Regions from separate parts of the Mus musculus genome. Here all the other regions are linked to region 1. Evidence: chromatin contacts called from public HiCAR-type, HiChIP or PLAC-seq and Micro-C data. All regions are on one chromosome and are shown on one strand. Each heading gives the region's core, a stretch centred on a gene start, on an enhancer-like site or on the middle of the called end of the contact. The rest is flanking DNA. Distances are from core to core; before and after follow the strand shown.

What was found. A called contact is a pair of places that touch in the nucleus more often than the background predicts. HiCAR-type assays count read pairs that join an accessible place to other places. HiChIP or PLAC-seq counts read pairs in DNA pulled down with a chosen protein or histone mark.
Region 2: a contact with region 1 is called in a HiCAR-type map of astrocytes, with 4 times the contacts expected there. The contact joins the promoter of 9430024E24Rik here to the promoter of Pbx3 in region 1. A contact is called at or near these places in 4 of 39 promoter capture datasets (frontonasal cranial neural crest, hippocampal neurons, maxillary cranial neural crest and 1 more), 5 of 115 datasets of contacts at active chromatin or transcription factors (the SCID.adh cell line, astrocytes, embryonic forebrain and 2 more) and 1 of 9 other capture datasets (embryonic tail).
Region 3: a contact with region 1 is called in an H3K4me3 HiChIP or PLAC-seq map of embryonic forebrain, with 12 times the contacts expected there. The contact joins the enhancer-like site here to the promoter of Pbx3 in region 1. A contact is called at or near these places in 1 of 39 promoter capture datasets (the 3T3-L1 cell line) and 13 of 115 datasets of contacts at active chromatin or transcription factors (the NIH/3T3 cell line, embryonic basal ganglia, embryonic forebrain and 9 more).
Region 4: an H3K27ac HiChIP or PLAC-seq map of differentiating embryonic stem cells shows a contact between it and region 1, with 10 times the contacts expected there. The contact joins the enhancer-like site here to the promoter of Pbx3 in region 1. A contact is called at or near these places in 11 of 39 promoter capture datasets (the 3T3-L1 cell line, cranial neural crest, embryonic stem cells and 7 more), 5 of 484 Hi-C or Micro-C datasets (the AML12 cell line, the N1E-115 cell line, cerebellum and 2 more), 16 of 115 datasets of contacts at active chromatin or transcription factors (astrocytes, craniofacial prominence, differentiating embryonic stem cells and 11 more) and 2 of 9 other capture datasets (embryonic stem cells and pancreatic islet).
Region 5: a contact with region 1 is called in a Micro-C map of embryonic stem cells, with 4 times the contacts expected there. The contact joins the promoter of Phf19 here to the promoter of Pbx3 in region 1. A contact is called at or near these places in 1 of 484 Hi-C or Micro-C datasets (embryonic stem cells), 1 of 115 datasets of contacts at active chromatin or transcription factors (pancreatic cancer cells) and 1 of 9 other capture datasets (liver).
Region 6: an H3K4me3 HiChIP or PLAC-seq map of bone marrow-derived macrophages shows a contact between it and region 1, with 2.9 times the contacts expected there. The contact joins the enhancer-like site here to the promoter of Pbx3 in region 1. A contact is called at or near these places in 1 of 39 promoter capture datasets (hippocampal neurons) and 9 of 115 datasets of contacts at active chromatin or transcription factors (the NIH/3T3 cell line, bone marrow-derived macrophages, embryonic basal ganglia and 6 more).

The regions. Positions count from the first base shown.
Region 1 is chr2:34,370,330-34,373,767 of GRCm38.p6, forward strand. It overlaps Pbx3 (pre B cell leukemia homeobox 3), which reads right to left and starts at 1,716. Exons shown (of 9, transcript NM_016768.2): 1 at 1,392-1,716; 2 at 495-568. The coding sequence starts at 1,591.
Region 2 is chr2:33,717,043-33,720,480 of GRCm38.p6, forward strand. 9430024E24Rik (a long non-coding RNA gene) reads right to left here and starts at 1,908. Exons shown (of 2, transcript XR_374262.3): 1 at 1,593-1,908.
Region 3 is chr2:33,783,929-33,787,366 of GRCm38.p6, forward strand. All of the region lies in intron 7 of Mvb12b (multivesicular body subunit 12B), which reads right to left. Among named protein-coding and RNA genes, the nearest start is that of Gm33856, 3.9 kb to the right of the region's middle. Within about 2 kb of position 1,888, at least 41 of the 459 cell types and tissues checked have an H3K27ac peak or open chromatin away from gene starts, as enhancers often do. A contact at or near this core is called in embryonic forebrain and forebrain, where this site is marked.
Region 4 is chr2:33,820,306-33,823,743 of GRCm38.p6, forward strand. The region is part of intron 6 of Mvb12b (multivesicular body subunit 12B); the gene reads right to left. Among named protein-coding and RNA genes, the nearest start is that of Nron, 16 kb to the left of the region's middle. Within about 2 kb of position 1,531, at least 28 of the 459 cell types and tissues checked have an H3K27ac peak or open chromatin away from gene starts, as enhancers often do. A contact at or near this core is called in cerebellum and differentiating embryonic stem cells, where this site is marked.
Region 5 is chr2:34,912,283-34,915,720 of GRCm38.p6, forward strand. It overlaps Phf19 (PHD finger protein 19), which reads right to left and starts at 1,694. Exons shown (of 15, transcript NM_028716.4): 1 at 1,659-1,694.
Region 6 is chr2:33,845,838-33,849,275 of GRCm38.p6, forward strand. All of the region lies in intron 2 of Mvb12b (multivesicular body subunit 12B), which reads right to left. Among named protein-coding and RNA genes, the nearest start is that of Mvb12b, 40 kb to the right of the region's middle. Within about 2 kb of position 1,549, at least 76 of the 459 cell types and tissues checked have an H3K27ac peak or open chromatin away from gene starts, as enhancers often do. A contact at or near this core is called in the NIH/3T3 cell line and bone marrow-derived macrophages, where this site is marked.

The DNA of each region.
Region 1 (3,438 bases), core at 466-2,965:
AAAAATCTTCCCACCTAAAGCACCAAGTCCAGGGTATTACTGAGGTGTGTTCGGTTGTGACTTCTACCAGTAGAACCGAAGCTTAAAACTGTCTAAGTAAAACAAAGTTCTAGTGACGCCTCTCCAGGGGAACCGGTCCCTGGCATCCAGTCTCCCACCGCTCCTTTTAAAAAATGCTACACAGGCAAAAAGAGATAGGAGAGGGCAACTAGCTAGAGCCCCCTCCCCGACTGAAACCAGGGACTACCTCCTAGGGAACTGCGACCCAGCTCCATTCTCATATACACTTCATTTAGTACCAAAGCAGAATTGAGAAATAGACTCCAGATTTATTGCAGGTTTGTTTTTTTTTTCTCAAGATCAGGAGGTGGGAAGCAAAGAATGATCAAAGATGGCGGTGCCCAAAAGCAGCAGCTCTCAACTGGAGAGTCGAAGGAGTAGATCTGACCCCACCTCGGGGGTCTCCAGGCCCACTGTGAGCAGCAGAGTCTTACCTGTTTTCTCTTTGATCTCACACAAGACGCTGAAGAGCGCCGGTTTCATTCTGTGACAGTTCAGAGCATGTTTCCTAAAAAACAAATAGCAAAACACAAAGGTATTAGCATCACCTATTGGAATAATATGGCGCCTTCCTTTAAGTTAGACCCAAGATTTAAAACCGGCCCCCAGTTTGGAAAAGCTCCTTTGAACCACGGGAAGTCAACAAAAACTCAAGTTTACTAGTTCGCAACTGGCGGCAAGCTCTAGCGGCTGAGAGCTCCAGCCCGATAGCAGCGTGACCCATCTGCTGGCTCGACAGAAGCCTCGGCGTACACAGGAGTGACCCGTGCATGAGGCTCCGCTCCGGGGGCCGCGGCGGGACCCAAGGGACCAGACCGGAGCGGAGGGAACCCCAACGCCCAAGCTCCACAAGAGGAGCGGGCGCAGCGGCCAGCGGGCGGCTAATAATCAGCGGGTGACAGCTCCGCAAAGTTTGCCAAGCGGCCCTCCCTCTAGAGAACTTGGCGCTCCCGCACAGGGTTGTGCGGGGAAGCAGCCGGTCACCCCGGACTGGGCCGAGGGGAGTGGGTGCCCGGAGTCTGGGCAGGCGGAGAAAGTTGCACTTCCCTGCGGTGCGGCCACGGACCCGGCTGGGACGCGGAGCGCGCTGGGGTCCGAGCGGGAGGTTTAAATCTGGGGAGGGGGGCGGGCAGCAGGGCACGGACGAAGCAATGATCGAGTTTGTCCCGAGCCCGGCGAGCAACTTTGCCCGCGCGATGGGGGACACAGCAAGTGCCCGGCGGGCGGAGAAAGTTCCCGCCCGCAACTGAGGCCCGGGTCCCGGGAGCCAGCCGGGACCCGAGCCCGGCTCCCGTACACACACAAAAGATGCTTAATGAGACGACACCAACTTTGCTTGCGCCTCGTCCAAGCTCTGGTCGGTGATGGTCATGATCTGGTGGAGGATGTCGCCGATGTCCTGCTTCCTGCCGTCGCCGTCCGCCCCTTCGTGGCCGTGAGGGGGAGGCGGCAGAGCCATACCCCCCTGGACCGAGTGGCCGGCCAGGTTCACCCCGGCCAGAGTCTGCAGCATCCTGGATTGATCGTCCATCCCGCCGCGCGCGGGCGGGAGCGGGCGGCGGCGGCGGAGGCGAAGGCTGAGGCGGCGGCGGCGGCAGCGGCGGCGGCGGCGAGGGAGGAGAAGAAAGAGGGGGAGGGGGAGGGGGAGGCGGCCGCGCGCTCCCCGCCCGCGCGGGAGGGGGCGGCCTGGCCCGGCGCGGCCCGCGACTGAGGGGACGCGGACCGGCGTCCGGCTCCGGCTTCCGCCGCGGAGGAGACTGAGGACAGCGGCGGGCGGAAGCGGCGCGCTCGCCGGCGGAGGCGGAGGCGGTGGTGCCCGCTGCCCTCACGCGGCCGCCGCGCTGCCTCCTCAGCGCCCCTCGCCGCGCCGGGCGGCCCCGCACAACTTGGTCCTCAGCGCCAGCCGAGTTGCCGGGACGCCGCGGCCGCCGCCGCCCGCGCCAGCCAGAACGGTCCCCTCCCTCAGCCGCCTGCCGCCGCCGCCGCCGCCTCAACCGGGCGGGATCGGAGCACCGGCGGCCCCGAGGGAGGGAGCGGCGGCGGCGGCGGCGGGCTGCGGAGGAGGAGGAGAAGGAGGCCGACGGGCGGGCCGCGGGGAGCGAGAGGGGCGGAGGAGGAAAGTTTGGGAGCGGGCGGGCCGGCGCGGCGGGGACACGGAGCCCGGTGGAGGGCCCCGGCGGGCCGCACGCCGGGCGGACAGCAGATTGATGAGGCGGGAGAACTCGCCGCCGCCACCTCCGGTGCCGCGCACCCAGTCAGCAGCCGCTGTGGACCGGGCTCGAAGGCCGCTCGGCTGAGGGATTGACAGGCTGCCAGTGCCACTCACTCACTGCGGCCCCGGCGCCCGCGGGGGGAGGGGCAGGGAGAGCTGAAGGGCGGGGGAGCGCCCCGGATGCCCCGCCTCCGGAGGCGGAGCCTTCTCTCATTGGGCTTTGCGCCTCCCGCCGCCGCCACTGGCCCCGCCCCTAGAACGCAGCCCGTCCCCTCTGGCCTCTGCTGTGGGGTGCCTGAGAGCCAGCCCGGGAGCCTTATGGGCTACTCGCGCCGGCACTCCACAGATGGTCGGTCAGTCCAGCCAGCAAAGTGTTGTCCCCGGATCCTGCTCCTTCCCTATTATTAGCAGTTGGGGACTTAGAGGTGTTATATAGGACCGAATAAAGTGTACCCGTAGCCGACAGCGTGGTCCCCCATTGCATGAGATGAGCTTCACGCCTCGGACAGTGCCTGGGATACTTTCCCGCTCTTCATATCAAGAGGTGGTACCCTCTGGGCACAAGGCCTCAAGCACAGGGCCAATCGCATTGCGCTCAGCGCCGAACGAGGCGGGACAGAGCCAAGAAAGGGTTGTCCCAATTGGAGCGTTCGAAAGTCCTGGGCTGAGACCGGGAAAAGGGTCTAAAAGCCCTGCCCGTCCCACGGTCGCTATGGTAACCCGAACTCAGCACAAGGAGTTAGCGCTGGCAGTAGGGCCTTGCGCTGTCTGTCCCTCAAGGAGTGACCAGTTAGAATGGGAGCCTGTGGTTTCGCATGGACAGAGCTCTTCTCTGAAAAGCTAGCAAATGGAAAGGTCACAGAAACATGTCACCTGGAGAGAGTGAAATCCAGGACTATTTTCTAAGCTAACTGCGCTTTGCACACTCGACGAGTCCTGGAGATCCGGGGACTACCCTGGCAGGTGTGCGGAACCTGCGGAGAGCGAGACAATAGTCTTACAGACAAGTTTGTTTAGAAATGGACTGGACTGACAAATTGACCCCTTCGGCTGTAGTCAACTTCACCTAACAGATTTACATACCTGTAACACCTCTTCATCCATTATACTTCTGCCCAAGAGAGACTAAAGACTTAAACGGTGTTGGAATCCGCACCTACACCTCC
Region 2 (3,438 bases), core at 658-3,157, 650 kb before region 1:
GGAAAACAAACTTCAAAACGGACGCGGTTAGCCTTGTAACACACCACGGATTGCATTAGCGTCCAGCCGGCGAGCCCGTCACCTAATGTGCTAAAGTTGGCTCTGATGTCCCCTTCTCTCTGCAAGGTGAGAAATTACTTAGCTAACAAAATATTCCGTTTCCCCCCCAACCCCTCTTTGCATTCTTTCTTTATGAGATCCCGAATTGTGACATTCGCACCGAAAAAAAAAATCTCTGCGCTTATTTGTGAAAAATGTATATTAAAACCAAAACCCATCACATGGAGAGAGGTCCCAGATGGTTTTATTCACAAGCAGTAGAATTAATGGCCTCTCTTCTCTTTATAAATATTAGAAGCAGATGAGTTCATTAGGATTGTGCCGTAATAAAGAAAACCTGCTTATTCTGACAAGACAGCCACTTATCTAATCTATCTACCGAGTAACAAAGCTACTTCCGGCCTGTAAAACCCAGCGGACTCATCGGCGTTACCTGCGCTGTTTCGAGATTAATGAAAAACACGCCAGTTCCACATTCTGCAAAAGAAAGGTTTCGGGTGGCAGTGGTGGAGCAGAGATGGAATTCAAGGGATTTCTTTCTTTCTTTCCTTTTTTTTTTTTTTTTTTTTTTTTTTTAAATGTGAGTGATTTTGAAAAGCGAGGGTTTTGAAATGTTTACTTTGTGGTGGTTTGAAATTTTTACATCTTTCAACAAAGAGGCCAGAGAAGTGAAAACACGTGAAAAGAGTTTCTGAAAAGCACGATTCAGCAGAAGTTGGGTGAAGCCGCCGAGGGTCCTTTATCTGGGGCAATCTGTGCGCGTCACGGGGTAGGGGAGGCCCAGAGCTCAGCCCCACTGGCCCACCCGAGCCTGCTGGAGGCCCTGGGCTCCCGCTTCAAAGCGCAGTTGGAGAAGCGTCTTGGGAGGGAATCGGACACCTCGCTCTGGGGACCTTTATGCCCAAGCACTGTCGCCTGATGTGGTCATCTCGTTAGTCATGGGAAGCCCAGGGAATTTCTGTTTGTGCCTCTTTCCACACTTATTAAGCAAGAAGTGGGAGGCCGACATGAGAAACCAAAAGATGTTTGTGGTCCCCTGGGCTGCATCTCTTGGGACCACAGCTTATCCATCACTGCAGAGGCATTGCGGAGAAATGGAAAGAGTCAACCGTGCCCAGAGGGGGAGAAAGTGAGCACTCAGGGGCTCCCTGTCTGCTGTATCTTGGCTGGGCTCCCGTGGAAGGGCGTGGGCTCCGAGTCTGAGAAGGGAATGCCTTTGGGGGAGCCAAGCCGCAGCTTAGGAAGATCGGCATGTCACCAGGTTCGGTTGTCTCATTATGTAGCTCAGACCTTTCCCCCCACTTTCCCTAGCAAGGGACCAGCAAGAAGCTGTCATACAGAACTCAGGCACCTGTACAGACCTGTCTCTGTTGTGGGAGAAGACCAAGATGGAACTACCCTCCTCCTCTCCTCTTCTCATCTCCCCCCCCAGCCCCCCAATGCTAGGGTTGGAATCTAGTATTTCATACTTCCTAAGCAAGTGCAGAACTCTAGGTTCTAAGCAGTTCCTTTAGTCCACCAAGTCCCAGTACCTCCGCATCATGTCAGAACCCGCTCTCGCTGGCTGTCCTGTGTCCTGTTCTCTTCCTCTCGGGGCTGCAACACTCCCAGAGGCCCAGGTGGAATTCTGAATTGCGAGATCATCAGACTGGCCCCTCGTGCCCCAATCCCACATGTAATCAAACTTCTGGGCAGATTTTTTGAGGGAAGCAACAAGTTTGAGCCAAGACCCCATGATTGAAATTCTCCAATAAATCCCTCCCAGCTGAGCCCTGAGGGTCTGTAGCTAGCTTCAGCAAGGAGGGATGGTGTGAAGGGTTTCTTTTTTCTTTCTTTTTTTTTTTTTTTGCAAACTTCAAACAGGACCTGGGGTTGTGGGGGAGGAGGAGGGCTATGCTGAGAGAGGAGGCCACAGACCAAGGGCTCAGAGTTAATTAAAGAGCCTGCATGCTTACACCTATAAACTCAGCCTTCTCTGTACATTAAAGCCCTCTGCTTTCTTTCTTGTAGGGCCACCTCTCGTGGTGAGTCTGGAAGTAGAACTAGACTCAAGCCATACTGTTTGATTTTTGTTTTTGTTTTTTTTTTTTTTTTTGCAGCCCCTGGAAGGTTCTAGCCAGAGCACTTTGCCCTTCTACCAGGAGCTAAGACTGTGTTCAATTGCTTTATTAAACATTGAGAATCTACAATTTCCCAAAGTAGGCCTGGGCACATCCCTCGGGGTGTGTGGGCCACCACCTCGCCCATTTGTCAGGCAAGGAAAGTGAGGTTCAGAGAGGCAAAGTGACCAACTGAAGAGCATATTGTGATCAGGAAGAAGTCAGGACTAGACCGCATAATCTTCTGTCAATGGCTAGGGCAGGGACCAACAAGGGACATGCTGCCCTCACCCCAGCCCTGCCCCCTTGCACTGCCGGTGACATTCAATCAGGTGCTGGTGATGCCTGGGCCAGCAGGCCGGGCAGGGCCTCCTCAGCCTCCCAACGACAAATGGTTCTCGTTTGAAAGGGAGGTTATAAAAACACGTGCCCAGAGACACTGTCAGGGAAGGGGGATTAATCTCACTCCAGTCAAAGACCATATTCCAAATATTTTTCTGGGGGTGGGAGGGAGTGGGGGCAGGGATCAGCCCTATCTGGGAAGGCAGTCAGGTTCCTGGGGTGCCCCACAGGCTGGGCTCCAGGAGGCAAGTGATGATGCAGAACAGTCAGGCCAGGGTTCCATGTATGGACCCGGCGAGGCTGGGTCCAATCAAGACCACTGCTTGGAGGCATGGTGCCTCCAGGCTAGCTTTGCAGGCGCTCGCCAGGCTGGCTTGGATATTCACACTGTGTCCGGGGTCTTGGCTGTGTTTCAGAGCCCTGTGAGTTGCTGAAGGAAAGGATTAGAAGCCTGGGACATTTTTATTTTCTGGATGGTGTCAAAGGCTGAGTGTTTTCTCCTGGCCTCTGGAGCAGAGAGGACCCCAAAGACCAGCCAGGGGGGTGGTCTTGCCTCTATGCCTTTTACCTGGACAGGAGTCAAGTCACCCAGAAGCGCTAGCTTTTCGGCTCTCAGACTTGGGGATCCAGGTCCTTATGTGACTCTGGGATTCCAGGCATAGTCTCTTAGGGGTACAGGCCTGAGGTTTCCAACGGTCCTATTTATTGAGGGCATAAAGGTCTAAAGTGGTGTGCTATTTGTTTATCCATACCCTGGAAATAAAAAACCTTGGAAGGACTTTTACTGAGCCCATTTTCCAACAGGGTAAATTGAGACTTGGGGATGTACAGGTAGAAACCAAAAAGCAGAGACATGTCTGCTTAACCTTCTAAACATCTTTTCAAAGCAAGGACAGTTAACTACTCATTTCACTGATGCAGAAGCTGAGGATCAAGA
Region 3 (3,438 bases), core at 638-3,137, 590 kb before region 1:
CTCTCTGCCTCACCCCAGTCCACAGCAGAAGAGCTCACTCACTACAGGTCCCAGTAAATCCTTCTAGCCTTATAACTGTTTCTCTCAGGCATTTGTCACAGTGACAGAGAAGCTAACATCAGAACCCAGCTCCTGATGTACTGAAGGTAAAATCGGGCAGTGGAAAGCTCTGTGGATCCTGTCAGTCAACACTTTCCACACCGGGAACCACTGTCTCAGACCCTGGATTCATGGTTTTCCCCAGTTCAGTGACTGATTTTGTATTTTTCTTACACATGAAACTCACTTTTTGAATTCAGAATGCCTAACACTAGTGGGTGGCTCTACCACTCCAAGTGCAGTGTCCCCTCTTCCCTTAGAGAAGGACTGTCCTCACACATTGTCATGACAGGATGGAGCCTCTTCCCCACAGAACCTGGTTGTGCTGGGGGAGGGGGTGTCATCCTGCCTCCCGAGAGGATGCAGGAACCACTGGATGTAAAAACTGCCACAGCTAGGGGCTGCTCTCTCAGCTTGGGTCCCAGAATAAGATGGTACATGAAGCAGGGTCCCAGCCAACTTACAGCCACCAAGGTGTCACTGAGTGAGACATGGAGTGGAGTATGGCAAGCCACATGAGCTGGGGGACTGTTTGTTACTGCAGCGCACCACAGCAAAGACTGACAGGTACACCCATTTTAATCTTCTGAATAATGGCACCCATTGTGTGCTACATGGATGAAATAAAAGATTTAAAAGTCTACAGTAGCTACTTTCAAATCACATTCCCATAGCACACACCTTTGAAAAACACTGCAACAATCTGACACACACACACACACACACACACACACACACACAGAAGCATGTGTGTTGGCTATTTTTTTAAGTGTTTGTATCAGCTGTAAGAAAGATACCAGACTCAGAATTGCTAAATGTGTAGGCAAAGCACTTCTAAGAATCAAGAGGAGACATTGAAAAATCAAAGTCAAGAGTCCAGTTCACTGAACAGGTGGCTTCATTATGAAATCACCCAACCATTAATTCCTGTTACAGCAAAATCCAGTGGACTGCCTAAATATAAAAGGTGCTTATTGACTCCACCTCTAAGTTAGCACAATGGGTCCCATTCAGGGATCTAGAACTTTCCGTATGGATGCATCAAGCTCTAATCATTAATGGTCCACTTATTTGGCTCAGGTAAATGGCATTTGCATATGCAAATTATGTCTAAATATTCTGTACTATTAATGTTATCACTAATTACATAATAATAGTTACCAATTTCCACACAGATCAAACTTACAGTTTTGTAGCTATTAGGGAAATTGTGCTTTGTAATTAAGATAATCCTCATTTCCAGATGCTAATTAACTATATAATAATTAGTCTCATTCAGTAATGCAAATGAAGGATTTTCATCTTTATTGATAAAGGAGTTACTTCTTATCGGTTAAGGAGCGGTCTCCCAAGAAATCTTGCAGAGAAATGCTTTTCCCTCTAAAGGTTAAAGGTGAACCCTTTTTTTATCAGCCTCATTTGTGAATGCAAATTAATCACATCGAAGATAAATGCGCCGGTCTTCTACTATCAGGACAGAACGTATAGCTTACTGGGTTTCCCGCTACATATATAGATAAACACAAGTGCTGCCTGGCCACGACTGTGGCTCTGTCGTCCTCCTTTTGTTCCCGTTCAGGCGACAGGAAAGACCTAGAAACAGCAGTGACTTATGTTCTGGCCACAGTGGGAACAGGGGAGTGGAGAATTTTGTGAGTAAATACACAGGCAAAAAAGAATCACGTTTGCTTGGATTATTAAGTTTTCTGTGCTGCAACAGAACACAGACTGGCACCTCCCATCGTGACTAATGAGAGCTGCCTGGGCGAGAACAGAAGGGCTGACAGCCAGCGAGGCCTCGTTGGCAGGCCCCAGCCAGGGCCTCGCCGCATTCATCATCCGCTAAACCAATCCACCAATTCCGCACCACCATTTGTCATTAATTATGCTAATCAGCACACCATTACTCTCTGATGACACTGTAGCCGTTATTAGCTAGTTATGGCTTTTCAGAAGTACAACCGATTGTGTATGCACGGGCTGTGCCTGAATTAGCCTACAGGGAAGAAATGTCCAATTACAAAAAGAAGAAATTTGCTATTATCTTTTTTTAACAAACCAATTTAGTAATTAGAAAAGTCTCTGAACTCACACATTCTTTTCCTCCCCTTTTGCTTAAAAAAATAATTGAAACAAAAACTGTACTTTTCAATAATTCTCTGAAAGACGGGGTAACACAGAGACGTTTGAAATGGGGCTTGGGAACCACTGTGCATACGCTCTGGTGCTGCCCGGCCTCGCGAGGCATCTTTAGAGGTGGAGCTGGGATCACCATGCCTGTGCTTTGGTGACACCAGCTCACAGGGTGTCCTCCCATTATACCTTTGAATTAGCAGGACTACTTTATTATGCATATTTCAGCCACATTGAACTCCTGAAAGATGGCAACACAGCCATGTGACCCTTTACAGCATGCTCACAGTGGAGTGAGGCTGTTCCTCAGGAGGCCAGGCTGTGCAGCCTCACCTGGCAGATGCTCCCACAACAAGGGTGGCGACAACTTTCTTTAACCCTCATTCTCCCTGTGACACTGGGGTCCTTGCAAATGACCTTGGAGATGAAAGGTTTGGCCAAGTTAGCCCCTGCATGTCTTGCACGTGATTTGGGGGAGCAAAGGGACTGTCCCTGTGTGTCACCGTGGACAGCAGTCACAGCAAGAACAGGGAAGACCTTTTTCCAAACACCAGGCCTTGGCAAGAGGCTTGCCAAGTGGGGTCACCAAGTGTCAGCGGGGCTAAGCTCTGGGCACTTGTCCAAAGCAGGTATCAATCCCCAGTCTCCAAACTCGGGCCGGAGTCTTTCCCACTAGTTTGAGAAGCTTCATCTGGATTAAGAGCTCATTAATATCATCAGAGTAAATGGCCTATTAAAACATCTTTAAGCAGTATCTGAACATAAATCTCCCTAAACTATATTTAATGACTGTACTTAAGATACATTATATGCAAGTCTTAATGAGACATTAGATAGCATTTTGAAGATTAAAATTAGAGAATCCATATAAAGTCTGTCCACTTAATGTAGCCGTAAGCTATCCCGATGAACACATTACTACCAAATTATACTGCATTAGAACAAATATTTTTAATCATGTCTGATTTATTCATTCCCCCTTTTGCATAACTTTCGTTTAAAAAACCCATTTGTAGTTTACGAAAAAGTGTATGTGAAAGATCCCAAGTTTTTGGAAGTACTGTGGAAGGAAGATGGAGACAGAATCTCGGTATTGTCAAATGCAACCACTCGGGTTTTGAATTATTTCCACGTGTGGCTTTCTGGGTTGAAGTCACAGATATTTTACTTTAAATTTCCTTCAGATCAGAGTGAAAACAGAAGTCA
Region 4 (3,438 bases), core at 281-2,780, 550 kb before region 1:
CACACATACACAGAGACACACAGACACAAGCACACAGACATAGAGACATACAAACACAGAGACACACACACACACAGATACATACAGACACGGAGACATACACACACAGAGACACACAAACACACACAGACGTACAGAGACACAAACACACAGACAGAGACATACAAACACAGACAGACACAGAGACACACTCAAACACACATATACACACATAGACACGGGCATACACAAATATACAGACACAAACAGATACACACACACACACCTGCACGCACCCACCCTCTGGGCCAGGTCTCCTGATTTGGCCCTATACTGTAGGCCACGTGACCTTAGAGAGGTCCTATTTGTACCACTGCCTCCTACTTCCTGGTTCCCATGGTGCTGTGGCTATGGAGTTCTATCTACAGGATTAATCCTATCCTCTGGCACATCCACTCTCCCTAGTGACTGTGTCATCTGTGGGTTTGGTAAGCACAACTCTGACTCTTATCAGGCTTCTGATTCTACTGCTCAGCAAGCTGGGGTCAGCAGCCCACCAAGCAACACAGGCACATCCATTCAAGCACTCGGGGCTCCTGGCACTCTCAGCCATGGATTCCCGAGGCTTTACAAACCTGAGTTCAGGCAGCTGCAGAAGCTCTCCATTCCAGCAGAGTCACACATGGAGTCCCCATGTATGAGAGGGCATGGGGTGCTCTGTTGTCACACGGAGTCCCCATATGTGAGAGGGCATGGGGGTACTCTGTTGTCACATGTGAGTCCCCATGTGTGAGGGCATGGGGTGCTCTGTTGGAAGACCATTCCATTATTGGTACACGTGCTCTGAGGTGGCAGCCCTGAGCAGAACAGACCCCCTCTTTCAAGGTTGGCCCAGTTGGCTGAGGCCAGCCCAGAGATGGGTAGGGAGATAAATTATGCCCTCAGCCCTTAGGCACCCCATCCTACTGGATACTGTGTGCAACACTAGTGGGTCGGGGATGGATGCTCACTGCCTGGAGGGAGACACAGGTTCCAGGTCCAGGACAAACCAGAGACCTAAGCAGAGTGGGTGAAACTAGGGCTCACTGGACAGAGGGTGAGTTCTGTCAAGACACTTATGTGGCTTCTGACACAAACTCCACTGAACTCAATATCTAATTTGCCGACATCACCAATGAGCATCCTGCCTACCCAGAGATCTCTGTGCAGGAAGGCAAGGGGGAGGGCTCTAGATCAACTTTTACCATGAATACCTTTGCAGCAGTGGAGAGGCCCAGGTGGGAACTGCCTGCTCCTGGGAAAGATGACAAAGGTGACGGCCTGTCACCTGTGAAAAGGTCAGCCAATGCCCCTTTTGTCTAAAGTAAAGTTAGAAATGACAGCTCTCCAGAAAGCTGCTGGGAATGCCTAAATCCAAGCGTTGGCAGAGAACATGTCCTTTGCTTTTGAAACTGACTCCCAGGCTCCTGCCTGCCACCACCTCATCTCCCTCTTGCCTGTGGCTCCCACCCAGCGTGCCTCCTGCCTCCTCCTAGCTGGCCAGTAGAGGGCACCCCATCACCACGCTCCTGGCAGTTACGCTTTGGTGCTTAGATCAGGTGTCCCCACACAAAGACCAGGAAAGTGTTCTGATGTTTGCGGTTTAACGCTCCATGGGAAATTTACGAAATTGCTATATATGCGATGATGTCACCTACATAAAAGTACACAGGGGAAAGAGCTTGAAGGAAATGTAACAAAAGGTTATAAGACTTTCCTCACTGGAAATGGGCTTTGTTTGCCCATTATTTTCTATATTCTGCCAATTTCCCTCAAGCACTCACTGCTCTGTGATAGGGATGGGGAGTCATCTGGAGGGGAAGAACATGGGGTCCTCACTGCTGAAAAGCATGTGTTTTACACTTCACATGTGCGGGGACAGTGAAACCGAGGACTGCTCAGCCAGTGTGAGAGGGGCTCCCCAAGTGACCTGAGCAAGGCAGCCCAGTGGTGGGAGGGGCGGGGGAGGGGTGGGCAAGGCTCAGAATAAGACAGGAATAGGGTGTGTGTGTGTGTGTGTGTGTGTGTGTGTGTGGGTGCTGGGTACCCATCTGACTTAACTCTGGGGCCTGGAGCTGGGAGACAGGTCACCGAGTGGGGGAGGGCATGGTAGTGGGGTGCAGCCTATGGGGGAGAGCAGGGACTTCATGTCACCTTAAAGCCGGCACTCCTTACAGAGTCTCTTACAGCATCTTATAGCATCTTGAAGAAAAAAAGTAAAAAAATCCACACTCAACCCTTCCTTACTTTAATAGAAAATTCAAGTAACTACTGATTCTTTTCTTAAAAAAAAAAACAAAGAATCTGAATAGGAAAAGGATAAAATTCAAGCCAACCCACAAAAGATAAAAACACGAAACCCAGATGACTTAAGAGGCTCCCACAGCATGTGCCGGGCCTGTAAATCAACACCCACCACAGAGGAGCTGGAGACACAGCACCATTTGCATACAGGGGGATCCTCCTGAAAGCCAAAGCCGGCTGACTTAACTCAGCCAAATTAGAATACATTTTATATTGACTATTTTGACATTTGTTTTATTTGGCAAGTAAACAGAACTGATCCAATTTCCTTGCAGCCATTGTAAACCATAAACTGCACCCAGGTCATAAAATACGTAAGTATTATGAGCACTCTGTTGGATTGTGCCACCTTCCAACCCCACCAGCTCCCAGAGTCCTGCTGTGACAGTAGGTGACCTGGCTCTCCTGTGACAGGCAAGCTCAGGACAAGTACCCTCCCTGTCTCCTCCAGGATAGTAAGAGCCCTGTACTTTTAAGGTTTCTGTCAACTCAACATAAGCTAGGGTCAAAAGGAAAGGAAAGAGCCTCAGCTGAGAAAATGCCTCCATCAGATTGGCAAGTGCGGGACGGCCCAGGTCTGTGGGATGGTGCCACCCCTGGGCAGGTGGTCCCGAGTGCTCCAAGGAAGCGGGCTGAGCAAGCCATGGAAAAAGAACACTCCTTCATGGTCCCTGCTTCAGTTTCTGCTCTGTCGTCTTTCAATAATAGACTGTGACTGGGATGTATAAGCCAAATAAACTGTCTTCTCCGGGTTGCTTTTGGTCCATGTTTTTCCACAGCAATTGAAAACAAATTAGAATGGCTTTATTCCATGTGACAGGAATTAGCACCTGCCTGAGGTGATGCCCATTTCTGGGCTCTCCTAGACCACATGTCTTGGGGGAGCTGGCTCTATTTATTCAAGGCAGTTGAGCCCTAAAGGCTCAGTAGTCTCTGCAGCTGACCATGGGCACCAGAGCCTGAGCTGACCCCGCCCAGCACAGATGAGGACCTGAAATGATGCTGGCAGAAGTTATGGTGACCCCCTGACCAATGGCCCAGGACAGAGCCATGATAGCATCACCAGTCAGTGAGGAAGGAAGATGTGCCCACCCCGCGTCATGCCAGCCCCACACT
Region 5 (3,438 bases), core at 444-2,943, 540 kb after region 1:
TTAACTGATGACTTCATGGGAACCAGTCTGGGGCATTTAAACCTGTCTGAAGCACATCTGCCCACAGCAGCTAAGCCATTCCCATTGCACCTAACACATCTGGCTCTCCCCCATCTCATTGAAGTGCTGCCTTTCGCTTCCCTGCCACAGTGGCTCCTGGTGCAGTGGCCTGAGAATCTCCAAATCTCCACCCTAGAATGGTTGGAGCATCCTGCCCAATTCCCCAGCGTATTCTGCTTCCAACTCTGTCTCAGTTTTCTTCATCAATTATTTCATTCATCTTTTCCAAGCCTATTTTCCTGAGCCTGTCGCTTGCTACTACTGGCTGGCACCTGGTACGGGGAGTCTCAGGACACCCAGCTTCCCTCCAGGAATCTTCCAGAAGGTTTGTGGCTTCCCAAACCTTCAGGAGTGGCCAGCATTATTGCTTTCTCCCCTCCGGGGGGCTCACCTGGCATCACATTCCTCCACATACATACACTCTAAGGTCAAACACAGCTTGCCGTGTGTGGGGATGGTGGGGGCGCTCCTGCTCAGGGTCTCTCCCTCTGCCTAGGTGTTGGGCACCTGGTGCCCTGCCAGCCCACAAGAAGACAGCTCTGGGTGTGTTTCCATGTGAGTGCCTCTTCAGAGAAGGTTAGTCTGGCAATGTGCTAGTCCTATACGTAAAACTAAATACACGTGGACATATGAGGGGCCTGGGGCGGCAGGGCATAGTCAGGGTCTTGGGTCTCCCGATGATGGGAGTAAAGCTCCTCTTGCCTTCTCTCCCTCCTGTCTTTTATTCCAGGGCAGAGGCACAAGCACCAGGTGTGGGCTGTAGTCAGAACTTTTGCCCTCTTCCCTGGCACTTGGCTCTTTGGGAGCTGGGAGGTCCCTGCTTGCTTGGGCCTGGAGTACCGCAGGGCCGGCCGGCCTCAGCAGGTTCACAAACTGACATTTCCTCCCCCACTGAGCTTTTGGGGGCAAGCCGGGTCGCTGCGCCCCCGAGGCCGTGCTGGGCCCCCGGGTGGTGGCCCCCCCATCCCGCCTCCATCCTCCTGGAGAGGGCCCCCGAGGGCTGTGATTGGCTGATTCAAACCCATCGGCACAGAAATGCTTGTTTGCGGGTTCCCGTCGGAGTCCAGTTCAAATCCGCGGCACTGGGCGCGCGGGGCCGGGCGGGGGCAGGAAGCGCGCATGATTCATGCGCCGAGGCCTCTCCAGGGCGGCCGTTGGCTTTTTAAAAGGGTGTTCAGGGGGGAGGATAGCTTGCAGAAAGTGTCCCCTTCAGCTTCAGGCACTCCTTTCCTCAGTTGCTCTAATTGCAAACTTTCTCCCGCTCCCAGCCGATCGTGCCTTACTTTGGACGTGAGCAAAATCCCAAATGTCCTGCCTATCCTCCTCTCCATAGCTTTAAATGGAAAAGAAAAGGCACACGGCCACAAACGGAGACCTGTCACCCACACCCTGGCCAGCGTTGGGATTGTGGCTGGGACTCCCGCTGCCCTGAGGGTACCGCTCGGGCTCCATCTCTATCCCCATCCCACAAGCGCGCAGCCTCCAGCCCCCGCCCGGGGATCCTAGGGCTCAATCTAGGTTTCTAGGAGAGGGGTCGTGTGCAGGGATTAAAGCGTGAAACGCGGACACTCCCGGGGCGCCCGCAGCGCGGGACTTACCGCGAGGCAGCGCGTCAGCCGGTCCCACTTGGAGTCTGGCCACCAGGCACATCGGCGGCGGCGGTGCGCTCGGCCCAGGGCTGCCTGGCCGAGTGTCCGCCCCTGGGGCCGGGGTAGGGGTCTCGGCGGGGGCGGGGCGGGGCGGGGGCGCCGCGGGGAGGAGGGGACGCGGGGAGGGAGGGGCCGGTGAGCTCAGGAAGGGGCCCCCCGGGCGCGGGGCGCCATCTTTTTCGCGTTTTCCCGCGAATTATTGACGTCCCCGCTTATGTAATTAGCAGGGGCCGCACCGGCTTTGCCATTGGAGCCCGCGGCTGGCGGGGCCCCGCAGCGTCTCCCGGGGCCGCCCCCGCGCAGCGAGTCCAGCGGGCACACGCGGAAACACAGCTGTACAGAACCACGGCTGGGCGAGCGTACGCACACCACACGCACACAGCTACTACACCCAGACCCTTCACGACCCGGGTTGGTCTCCCAGCACCTTGATCTTACAGAACCAACATTCCACACTACTCCTTGGAGACCAGGAAAAGCCTAAGAGAATCAGACACAGGACACACACCACATATATATGTGTGCCATAAGTCACAACACTCAAATGACACTGCCCTCAGCATAGACTCCCGCGAAACCACGTGCAAGGCATACACAAGTCAGCAACATAGAGCCCCGACACAGTGACCACAAGACCCACTCGAGTATGCCAGTCACGCACTGTAGAGTTAACAGTGTAAAAGAGATAGTCACACAGACCATGTGCACAAACACGGCAAATATGAAAAGGGCAAGCTTAAGACAGATCTTGTGGATAGGGCTCCAATCAGATAAGATCTCCCTCCAGGAGAAAAAAACCAGAGTGTCCTGAACCAGACGCACTCTTGGCGCCAGAGCTTGAGATAGTGTCGGTCAACACCCCCTACCTGCATCCCTGCTTTCAATCTGGACTGCCCACTGCACCTGCTCGAATGGCTCCCTGCAGACACACCCTGCTGGGATGAGTGCATTCCTGGTGTGCTCTTTCCTCCTAGAGCCTTCCCTGTTCATTTTTCAGGGTTCACATTGGCCCTCTGCTCCCTGGGGTGTGGGCAGTCTGGCCTGCAGCTCCTGTCTGCCCCCTCAGTTTGAGATACAGGAGTCCTCTTCCACATGCCCACATTCCCCTTTACTTCTGGGTCTTACTGCTCCTCCTGAGGATTTGACCCACAGCAGAATCTGGCTGAGCCTGGAAAGGAAGTTGGTAGCAGCCCCACCAGACAGGCTCTTCCAGCCCAGGAAGGCATAGCTGCACACCACTTTCTGCAGAGATAACCCTTCTCTGTACAGGAAGCTCTGTCATGAGCCTCTAGGCTGGCCAGAGGCACCTTTAGGATTCCAGGGACAGAGACAACAGAGCAAGCCTGGCTTTGTAACTCACAGGCTGGCGCCACCTATTCCTGGATGTGAGATTGAGTGTGTCACTTTAGTTGTCCAGCTGTTGGGAAGGTTAGAGGCACTGTATGCAAAGTCCCTGTCACCCCATGGGTGGGCAGAAGGTAAATACCGTGCTTTGTCTAGTCTGTATTCATCCACTGTTCTCTTGTGTAGGGCTACAACTGGCTTTGGGCACAAAGGCAAGTAAGAGAAATGGGGCCTGCAATCTGGTGAGGCAGCCAGTACAGGGGTAACACTTTTATATAAAAAAGGTCTTTAGCATGGAATTAGGGAATTGTTGCTATGAGGCCAGTTCTGCCTCTGAGCAGGGGGATTGTGGGTAAGCTAGCCCCCAAGGTTTATTTATATACCC
Region 6 (3,438 bases), core at 299-2,798, 520 kb before region 1:
AGGGAGTCCCTCCTGGAGAAGATGGAGGAGCCAGGTGTGGGGACCAGTCTGTGTTTTCACTAGGGCTCTCTGTTCATAAAGACAAACAAGAGGAAGAAATTTCTTACAGGACAGAGACTGCTCACGGGGTCCAGTTTTGTGTTTTAACAGCTGTGGACAGAAGAGGAGCTAGAAACTAAAATGCAAAGCACTGTTTGGCTTTAACAGTGGAGGCTGAGGATATACAGAGATACACAAGGCTGGCTGGTGGCCACCTGCAGTGGCTCACTCAGCAGGGCAAGCGTGAGAACAGGAGTCTGGATCATCAGAAGCCAGGTAAAAGCCACAGAGATGTGGAACCCAGCCTGTTGCTCCAGCTCAGTGCATGGGAGGTGAGCTGGGGGAATCCCACAGCAAGCTGACTAGGCACAGGCCAAAATTGTGAGCCCCAGATTCTGTGAGAAACCCTGCTTCAATACATAAGGGGGAGAGCGATCAAAGAGGGCAGCAGAGCACATATGTATACACACTCATCCACACAGCACTCACACACAGAAACATGCAAACACACACACACACAAATTCATGCAAATAAATATATAACGACAGAGCATTTTAAACCGTTCCTTTGCTTTGCTAGTGTATGTCACTTTTTTTTTTTTTTGGTCAATGAACACTTACAGCTTTTATGGAAAAACAACAATTGTAAGCTTTACTTGATGAGGTGAGAAATTGAAAATCTGCTAGACTGCAACTTGAGAAAATCCTGTGAATGAACTGGGGCCCAGCTAAACATGTAGGATGCAGAGGGCCAGCTGAGGAGGAAGAGCAGTCTCCAGGGGACCTGCTCACACCTGCGGTTTCAGGAAGGCCCACCCACAACTCAAAGGTGAGTTTGGCAGACAGGGCAGTTGGAGGTGGAGGGGGGCAGGAAATTCTGCAGACATTCCAGGGGCAACTTCTGGCTGATGCTCTGAAGTTCAAAGGCTGCACAATGGCAGCTTGGCTCAGGCAGGCCTGCAGAAGCCTCACATCCTCTGTCAGACAAGGCTGAGCCGGCCTGAAGGCTGGGAGCTGAGGCGAGGCCCAGGTGAGATCAAGGGCAGGCTGTGCCCCTGGCTTGCATCATGGACTCCCGGCTGCTTTTGTGTCCATTCATAACTTTGATTTCTGCATGGAGAACTTAGGTCAGCCACAGGCCTTCTGCTGAAATGTCTAACATCTCTCAGAAATGAATGCCTGGCTCTGTCCTGAAGACTGGAGTTTCTGCCAGCCTCAGGGTGGGTTTCTCTCCCACAAGGCCCAGGACCCTCAGCCCTCCCATCCTTTGTGCCCTGGCTGCCTGCTCCCCTTGTTCTCTCCTCAGACATGTCTTCTCTACCCTGGCTCCTGCCAGCCCCTAACAGCTCCATGACAGAATGATCTTGTTGTCTGGGCTGCGGCGGAAGGACCCCCATCACACAGACCCTGTGAACTCAGCAGGCAGAACCAGGATTTCTGGAGTGAGTTGTAGCTGAGCTCAGGTCCTGACTCTGCTGCTCACAGACATTTCCCAGAGTCATACTGACTCATTCCACCCCATCAAAACGCGGAAATATGAATGAGTAGGCCCCATGGGATTATTGGTTAGGACCAAATAAAACACAGAAGATCACTTATCTACTACGAGATTCCCTGTCAGACCTGTTACAATACTGAAACAGACAGATAGGCAACATTGCAAGGGCATGGGCCCTGCTGGCCCTGAAACCTGGTATGATCACTGGAAATGGCAGGGTAGTTCCTCATGGTATCACCACAGGACTCAGCAGTTCCTCCTCTGAGTATATTCTCAAGAGAACTGAACACATGCACACACAACATGCTCATGAGGTAAGTCGCTGAACAGTGGAAACAACACAAATGTCCACTGTCAAACGGACATCGCGGAGTTACAGTGGAGTATCACTGGACCACGAGAAGGCAATGAAGCCCCAATATAACACGCCATAGAAGCACTATGCTAGGAAAAACAAGACAGTCACAAACCACACACTGTGGTTTGCTCTCCTACAATGTCCCAGAAGAGACAATCCTTAGAGATACAAAGGAAGGAAGTGGTCGCTGTCAGAGGGAGGGGAGCCAGGAACAAAGATCTATGATTAAATATTGGTAATTGTTGGGCAGCTCTGTGTATATTCTAAAATGGACTGAACAGTAATAAACCATAGAATATGAACTGTCAATAAAGCACTTAGCAGGAGACCTGGCACAGGGCACACACTCATCACCTCTGGCCCTCAATTCAAGGGTTCTATTTTATCCAGTGGATGCTTTCCCAAGCATCTAGCCCAAAGACTTAGTAATAATACGCACTCAGACATTTGCCAAATGGCAGAATTTTAAAACTGGAACATGGACAATGGCAAGATTGGTGTTTGGTATGGCAGAGGCCACCAGAGGCAGCTTTCCCCATGCAGAGCTTACGTGTCAGCTACAGTAGCCTCTCGGGCTGGGCAGAAGAGAAAGAAGCAGAGCCACAATCCCAGCAGAAACCCTGGAGGTGCAGCAGTGATCATGGCCCCGAGGAGGCCCTTCCTGGCAGGGAACTCAGGGACTAGGACTCAGGAGAGGAGAGGCTGCCAGAGAGAAAGGGCCTGGCCAGAAGTGTCTAGCTTTTACCACACCCAGGTGGCCAGGGCAGAGCTGGGCCCCAGGCCTCCACAGAGCTGTGGGAAATGGTCTGGTGGCCTAGAGAGGTCCTCACAGCTTATGAGCATGCAAAGGAGAACCAAAGGTGCTCTTGGTTCTGGAGCACCTGGGGACCCTAAGGGTGGAGGCAAAGACTACGCAATCAACAGCATAAAGACACTACTGTGGCCACCACAGAACAGGAACAACAAAATCAAGCAAAACTTGAAAACTTTCAGCAGAAAATAGATCTTTGCTTCAGCAGAAGGAATGATTAAAGAAGTAGACATGTGTACAAGGGTTCTGATTTATTTTATTCCTCTAAAATAAATTGGTGTTCTCGTGGGTGACAGATGACCACCTCAGGTGTCATCCCTCAGGCGCTTCCCCAGTTTTACTTTTGAAACAGGGTCTCTCGTTGTCCTGGAACTATCCAAGTAGGCCAGGCTGGATGAACAGTGAGCCTCGGGGATGTCCCTGTCTCTGTTTCCCTAATGCTAGGCTTAAATGGGCATAACCACCACACCCAGCTTTTTAAAACTTATTATCATTTTTTTTAAGATTTATTTATTTATTTTAATGGATATGAGTGATTTGTCTTCACAGACACCAGAAGAGGGCATCAGATCCCATTACAGATGGTTGTGAGCCACCATTTGGTTGCTGGGAATTTAATTCACGACCTCTGGAAGAGAAGTTAGTGATCTTAAAAACTGAGCCATCTCTCCAGCCCCTTTCAAAAAAATTTTAATAAGGTATTCTGGAGATCAAATTCAAGTCCTTATACTA